Regions from separate parts of the Lactuca sativa genome. Here region 2 is linked to region 1. The links are chromatin contacts, called in public Hi-C maps. All regions are on one chromosome and are shown on one strand. Each heading gives the region's core, a stretch centred on a gene start, on an enhancer-like site or on the middle of the called end of the contact. The rest is flanking DNA. Distances are from core to core; before and after follow the strand shown.

Region 1 (3,345 bases), core at 188-2,687:
AATAAAACACCTCTAACCCCACCCCTTTCGTCTTAGCTTACCTACCGTACCATTTTTCTCTATTTAAACAATAGTCTTTTTAGGTAAGATAAGGACCAAATGTGTAACAAAAACAAACAATAGGGATCAAACGCGTAGCAAAAACAAACACAGGGTCCTTCTGAGATAAAAAAAAATAAGTTAGGAACCAAATGTGCAAATTATCTCAAACCATAGGGACCATTCATGTAATTTACTCTATGCGGAATAAACTGGAAAATTAATAGAAATTTTCTTATATATTTTGACAGTTAAACATGAAAATAACATAATTTTATATCATAAAATCGATAAGGCTTTTCCCGTGACTTCGGTCAGAAAGAATGCCTTCATTCACTTTTAAGCAATCCCCTTCTTTTCCATATAATATCGTTTTTTCCAGTGAGATAATAAATTCGTTACATCAACTTTTGTGTTTTCCTCCATTGTACTGATAGAATCTAGTGAAAAAAGTTTATTGATTATATATTTAAATTTAAATTAAAGATAAAGATCGTAATGTATTTTCATTGAGCTATTTATTATTAGTATTTTTATCCCCACATTATACTTTACAAAAATCTAATAATCAAACTATAAAATAATGTATATTGTTATAAATCTGCATGGCTTTTTCAAAAATAGTCTCTCAATAAGAAATTTGTAAAAATATAATCATATAACTACGTATATTTTTCAAAAACCCCGTTAATAAAAAAAAAGTTAAAAATCCAATTTTGTTAGATAAGATTTGTAGTAATCCTATATATTATCATAATTACTTTTAGTCAAAATAACTAAAATTTCAAACGTCAAATTGTAACAAACAACCACGAACAAAATTCTACTCGATAATGTATTATGTTAGCCTTTTGATGATAATTGAATACATAAAATATCAATGATATGAACACAAGAATTCGGTATATAGTTGGAATTAACATAGTTTCACTTGCAACACGCCAACACCATTAAATTTATGTAACAAAAAACTAAAAACATACGTATTAGAAGTTAAAATGATCGTTGATAATTTAAAGTTTCATTTTTTTAGTCTAAAAAAATGTAAAAGAAATGACAAGATTTGGAAAAAGAAGAAAACCTCTTTGAGTTTGTTGGCGTAAACTCCGCCGGCGAGAACTTTCTCGCCGAACAAGGCGACGGCCTCTTTGACGGACTTGAAAGGGGCGGTGGTATCGATTTCTGCTCTTTTCATCATCATCATTAATTTGATTAGTGAGTGAGTGGGAAGAGAGATAGATATGGTGAACAGAAGCTTCCTTTCTTCGCGGCCACTTCACTTGCTGATAGAATTCTGTTACAGGTGGGAGCACCATTTGTTTATTGCTTCTTATCAAGTTGTTGACTTGAGATGGGTCATGGGCTTCAGTTTTGTTTTAATTTTTAGGCTAGTTGGGCCCATTTTGGGTTGTTGGAACTTGGAATAATGGAATTTGATTGTTAGTAATAACTAACCGGATTAAAATTAGATCAAGCCCGATTGTGTTTGGTTTTGTTGTTAGATTTAGAAAAGAAAAAAAATTATTTATCTTTAGGTAGTAATTTAAGAATAAAAAATAGTAAGGATAGGAAAAAAAAAGTAGAGGTGACAAAAAGAAATACGATAGAATAAAGATCCGCCCGATTTTGATTTGCACGAAATAAGTATATGTAGGTAAGAGATTTCAGTTCGTTTAATTAAATAGATTGGTCTGAAACCATACAAAAGTTAACGGATAATGAAATGTTCAAGTTATTTCAACTCGTTTAATATAACAACCTGACATGACACATTTATAAGGTCTACTAAAAACCCTAGATCTCACAAAGAGTTACATGGTGTATATATTATATGATCATCATATGATAGTTAAATTGTGAAACACTAACCATAAAATGAGATACCAAACATCTTTTATAGGATTCCTTTTCATGACCGTTATATTGTTGTGCAACAAGAGAACATTTTGTAGTCGGTTCGGAAAACATAATCAAATATCTTTTTTTTTGACAAAATTTCAAATATAAAATGATGTCGGTTTATATTCATATTATTTAAACTAACATAAATGATTGTTTATATTTGAGTACTAGTCTAGTTTTTGACCAAAACGCATGTAATCATTATTGGACCGATATTAGACCATATTATTGATATGTTTTCTTTAAACTTCCTAGATTAATTACATGATACCGGAAACAAACAATTTTAATATGAGGCAAGTAAACTTTAAGATTTACAAAGATCTGTAACCTAATTGATATTAACAGCAACATGATGGATAATAATTACTAACATTCATCAAAACCAATTTGCTTGAAGAACTTTAATGTTGATTGAATTCCAACAAACCAAGGAAGATAGCTGTAACCGCCCCTCCCCCCCCCCCCCCCCCCCTCTTCCTAGCACGTATCACAATTGTTCTTCTCTAGCATGCTTAACTACATAGTTCTTATAGGATATGTTGCCCTCACTACTTTGAAACGTGTTGTAATAGGAAAGGTATCTACACTCCTTATAAGGAATGCTTAGTTCTCCATCCCAACCGGTATGGTAGGAAAGGTATCCACACTCCCTATAAGGGTACTATTTAAGCATCTCTAACTTTTAAGGTTTCTAAAAATAAGCCTTCATCTTCTAAAGAACGAAACCCTAGCCTCCATTACCCTCTCCTCCCTCCTTTTGCTTGTTGTGGGTGCCATTTTGGGAGTGTTCAAGTAAGTTCGTCACTTTTTGGAGCTTAAGTGAGTGTTTCCATAAGATATCAAGCTTCTTATGCATCTTGAGGGCCTTTGTAAGTCATTAAGCTCCCAACTTTATGATTCAAGCTTTCTATATCTTTCATTTTATGGTCTTTGGGTCCTCTTTTGAGGTTTAGGTTGGAGTTCAAGGAAGAAATCTAGATAAAGCTTGCAACTTTATCATTATAGGATGTCCTTTGAGTGTTCTATCTTTTCGATATGGAGTTTGGACTTGTTTTGGTGTCATGTATGGGTTCAAGCTCATACTTTCACCGTTTTGACCTAGAAAAGTATAGGACATGTATGGGACATGCATGTCCATAAAGTTTTGATTTTTACGAGTTATTTTTTTAGTATAGTGGACTTCTAGAAAGTTTGGGATATTGCCTTAGTGGATTAAGAAGTTAACCAAAAGGTTGGTTATGTGAAAAGTGTATGATGAGTGTAGCATTGTGCTACACTGAGCATAAGGATGAAGGAATTCGACTATTTTTTGTTTAGTGCTAAGTTGAGTTTAGATGAGTTATGTCTAGCGTAGGTCTACAATGAGCATAGGTATATGTACGCTAAGTGTAGCACGCAGAC
Region 2 (3,362 bases), core at 791-3,290, 150 kb after region 1:
AACACATATGTAACATGGTGTAATTTGACTAAGACATTCGTCGGGACCATAGGAAAGGCACGGGAACGAAAGGTGGCAACGAATGCAGAAGCAGAAAAATAGTCACCAAACCGGAAGTCGGTGATGAGACAAAATTCTTTCATCCCGAAAGATAGCTTGTAACCCCCAATCTCGAAACCCATTTTCTCTACTTGGCTTCGGGGTTCGGTGACAACTTCGTGGCAAAAGACGTAATGTAGAAGCAAATGACCCCCATCTACATTAAGAATGTCTAACCACCTCCTAAAACATGTATTCCGGAACATAGTCTTGCATTCAAGTATGTTTTTGAATGCCGCAAGAACTTCCCCACCGATTTTGGGTTTACACGAGAGTGTAATTGATGCATCAAAAACCATGTCATGCTGCACAAATAAAAAATGTGTTATCACTTCATTCTAAAATGGAAATGACCAATATTCTTGACCAGTTTTGAACTTGTTCTTCATGTTCCGGAACAATTCTTCGCGTTCCGGAATGAAATTTTATGATCTGGAACACGGCGTTTTGATGTAAATAAATTATATCTAAGCATTTAAAGTACTTTTCAATTGGTCCTACAAAATGACATCTTTAATTTAAACTCTATAACATTTTCTATTCTTTCTGGAGGCAGTCTACAAATTCCGGAACAGTAAGTAATAGTAGAAAAATAGAACCTTAAACAAAGAGAAAACGAAGAACATATATGTAAAATAACGGGGCCGTAGTGCTCGTCTTCTATGTCGGAGATGGGTGTCAATGCATGTCGGAGATGAGATTTGCATGTCGGAATCGAGTCAGAACGTCAGAACCGGAATGTGCCTTTCCGGATTGATATCGCCGCCACAAATTATATTCTGGGTTTTGAAATTCAAACTTCCGATCCGGAACATATACGGTTGATCCAGAATAGGCATTTTGGATCCAATGAAATGAGCCAGGCTAGTCGAAAAATAATCTGGAATTCGTTCCGGAACGACCCAATGCAAAATATGTGGTTATTTTACAAAAATATTATATTTAAAAAAAAAAAACTCAAAAAATGTTCCCCAATTTCCCTATTTTGTGCTTATTTTTATGCACACTTTATATTTATGAGTCGGATCACATATAATATAATTTTGATTATTTGAACTTTCATTAATTAATTAAAAAAAACTTACTTATTTTTCTGTACATACCCTTGTAATATATAATATGATTTTCCTTAATAATTTTCATTCTTTAACCTAAAAGAATAATCCTCGACTTTTTAAACATTAATGTTTACCCATCCATCGACAATTTAGTTAATGATATCGACCTTCTATATTTATTTAACAAATCCAACAATACCTAACTTTTATTAATACAAATATGACAATTCAATTTACAAAAGAGATTAACCCGTTGCCACATACACACCAAAAAAAAAAAAGAAAAAAAAAAGAAAAAAACGAAAAAAAGAAAAATGACATATTTTAAGGATCATAGTAATTTAAAAAACACAGAAAACAAAGTAACATTTGTAATGTTTTAATTAACCAAGTTGGGAAAAACTATTTTAATGTATAAAACGCGCTTTATTTTTTAATTTATACGTAATATTCATAATACATATGTAATATTTTTTTTTAAAGAATTTAGTAAATTAGTTATTTTAATACTATAGTAATTAATTATATACGAATAAATTTTTGTTATTTATCTGTAATAAAATAATTTATAAATTTCTAGTAATAAAAAGATATGGATAAAGTTTAGAACAACTAAATAAATATAAAAGTTATTTATGTAATATTATAGATATTAGATAAAACATAATATGCATAAAATATTTGTTTTGCTGTTCAATATAATTCAATAGATCAGAAATACCTATATTCATACTACTTTTATATTATTTTTATTAGTTTAATATAAACAATATTGTTAAGAGCTAGAGTTGGTCTAAAAGAATATATTTATTGAAATATTTAAATTATTAAATGATTAAATAACCAACACAGTGTTCCATCAAAGGAGCTGCAGAAGAAATAAAAGAAACCAACCGAACTCCTGATTCAGAACATGTACCTGTCCCGAGTTTCCACCCAACCAAAGATCCACCTTGATCTCACCGTCAATCAACAATGTCCTTCGCCGTCAACTCACCGCCGGCCGTCAGACACTTCCCCCTTTCCCGGTCATCCGTTTGCCGCACACCACGTGTCACCATGGTCGCCCGATCCACCACCGGTGTCTCAGTCTCCACCGCCGCTGCACTCCCTATATTAACCAAATTACAAAACGACTGTTCCACCCCTCTCCCCGTCCTCCGCCACGTCGCTGACGCCATGGCAACTGATATGCGAGCCGGCCTCGCCGTGGATGGCGGCAGTGATCTCAAGATGATCCTTAGTTATGTCGATTCTTTGCCAACTGGGTATGATCTGTTCTTTCAACTTTATCAATTTTAACTCTGGAATGTGATTACCACTTTTAAACCCAAAAGATTTCAAACTCTGGAATTCGAATTTGAAGCTTCTAAGTCAAATTCACTCCTTTATATTTGGATATTGAAACTGAACTAAAGAGGATTTTGTATATAGGAATGAGAGAGGGTTGTTCTATGCATTGGATCTTGGTGGAACAAATTTTCGAGTTCTTAGAACTCAATTAGGAGGAAAGGAAGAACGAGTGATAGACACGGAATTCGAGCAAGTTTCAATACCACAAGATATCATGTTTGGCACCTCCGAGGTCTGTTCTTCCATCATGATCATTCTCAATTAATTTGTTTCTTCAGTTCCAATCTCTTATTGATATATTCGGTTTAATGGATTTGTAGGAGCTGTTTGATTTTATTGCCTCTGCTTTAGCAAATTTTGTGAAAAAAGAGGGGGGAAAGTTTGTGTTGCAAAAAGACAGAAGTCGAGAAACGGGGTTTACTTTCTCTTTTCCGGTGAAACAAACCTCCATTGATTCCGGGATACTAATGAAATGGACTAAAGGTTTTGCAGTCTCGGGAACGGTTTGTATTTTTCTCTTTATTACATGGATCTGTATTGGACAAGACTTAACAAGCTTTCTAGGGCTATCTTCGATGAGAAACTATTTTCCACCTTGTTTCGTGGGACAGTTTTTGTCACATTTACATCAAACCCTGTCCAATGCATGCCAAACGTTGTACAAATCATGTTTTGTTCTGTCAATTTTTGTCACATTTACATCAAATCCTGTCCAATGCATGCCACACTCTATATAAATCATGTTGTGTAACGTGATACAAATCATGTTTTGTTCTGTGCTTTTGTGTCATTTACATCAAACCCTGTCCGATACATGCCAAACGTTGTACAAATCATGTTGCGCTTTGTCCT

The links. A called contact is a pair of places that touch in the nucleus more often than the background predicts.
Region 2: a contact with region 1 is called in a Hi-C map of leaf, with 6 times the contacts expected there. The contact joins the promoter of LOC111888746 here to the promoter of LOC111888751 in region 1. A contact is called at or near these places in 2 of 4 Hi-C or Micro-C datasets (leaf and seed).

Annotation. Positions count from the first base shown.
Region 1 is chr2:24,393,587-24,396,931 of Lsat_Salinas_v11, forward strand. It overlaps LOC111888751 (WEB family protein At1g75720), which reads right to left and starts at 1,438. Exons shown (of 2, transcript XM_023884866.3): 1 at 1,121-1,438. The coding sequence starts at 1,243.
Region 2 is chr2:24,547,496-24,550,857 of Lsat_Salinas_v11, forward strand. LOC111888746 (hexokinase-2, chloroplastic) reads left to right here and starts at 2,041. Exons shown (of 8, transcript XM_023884860.3): 1 at 2,041-2,425; 2 at 2,592-2,742; 3 at 2,831-3,013. The coding sequence starts at 2,133.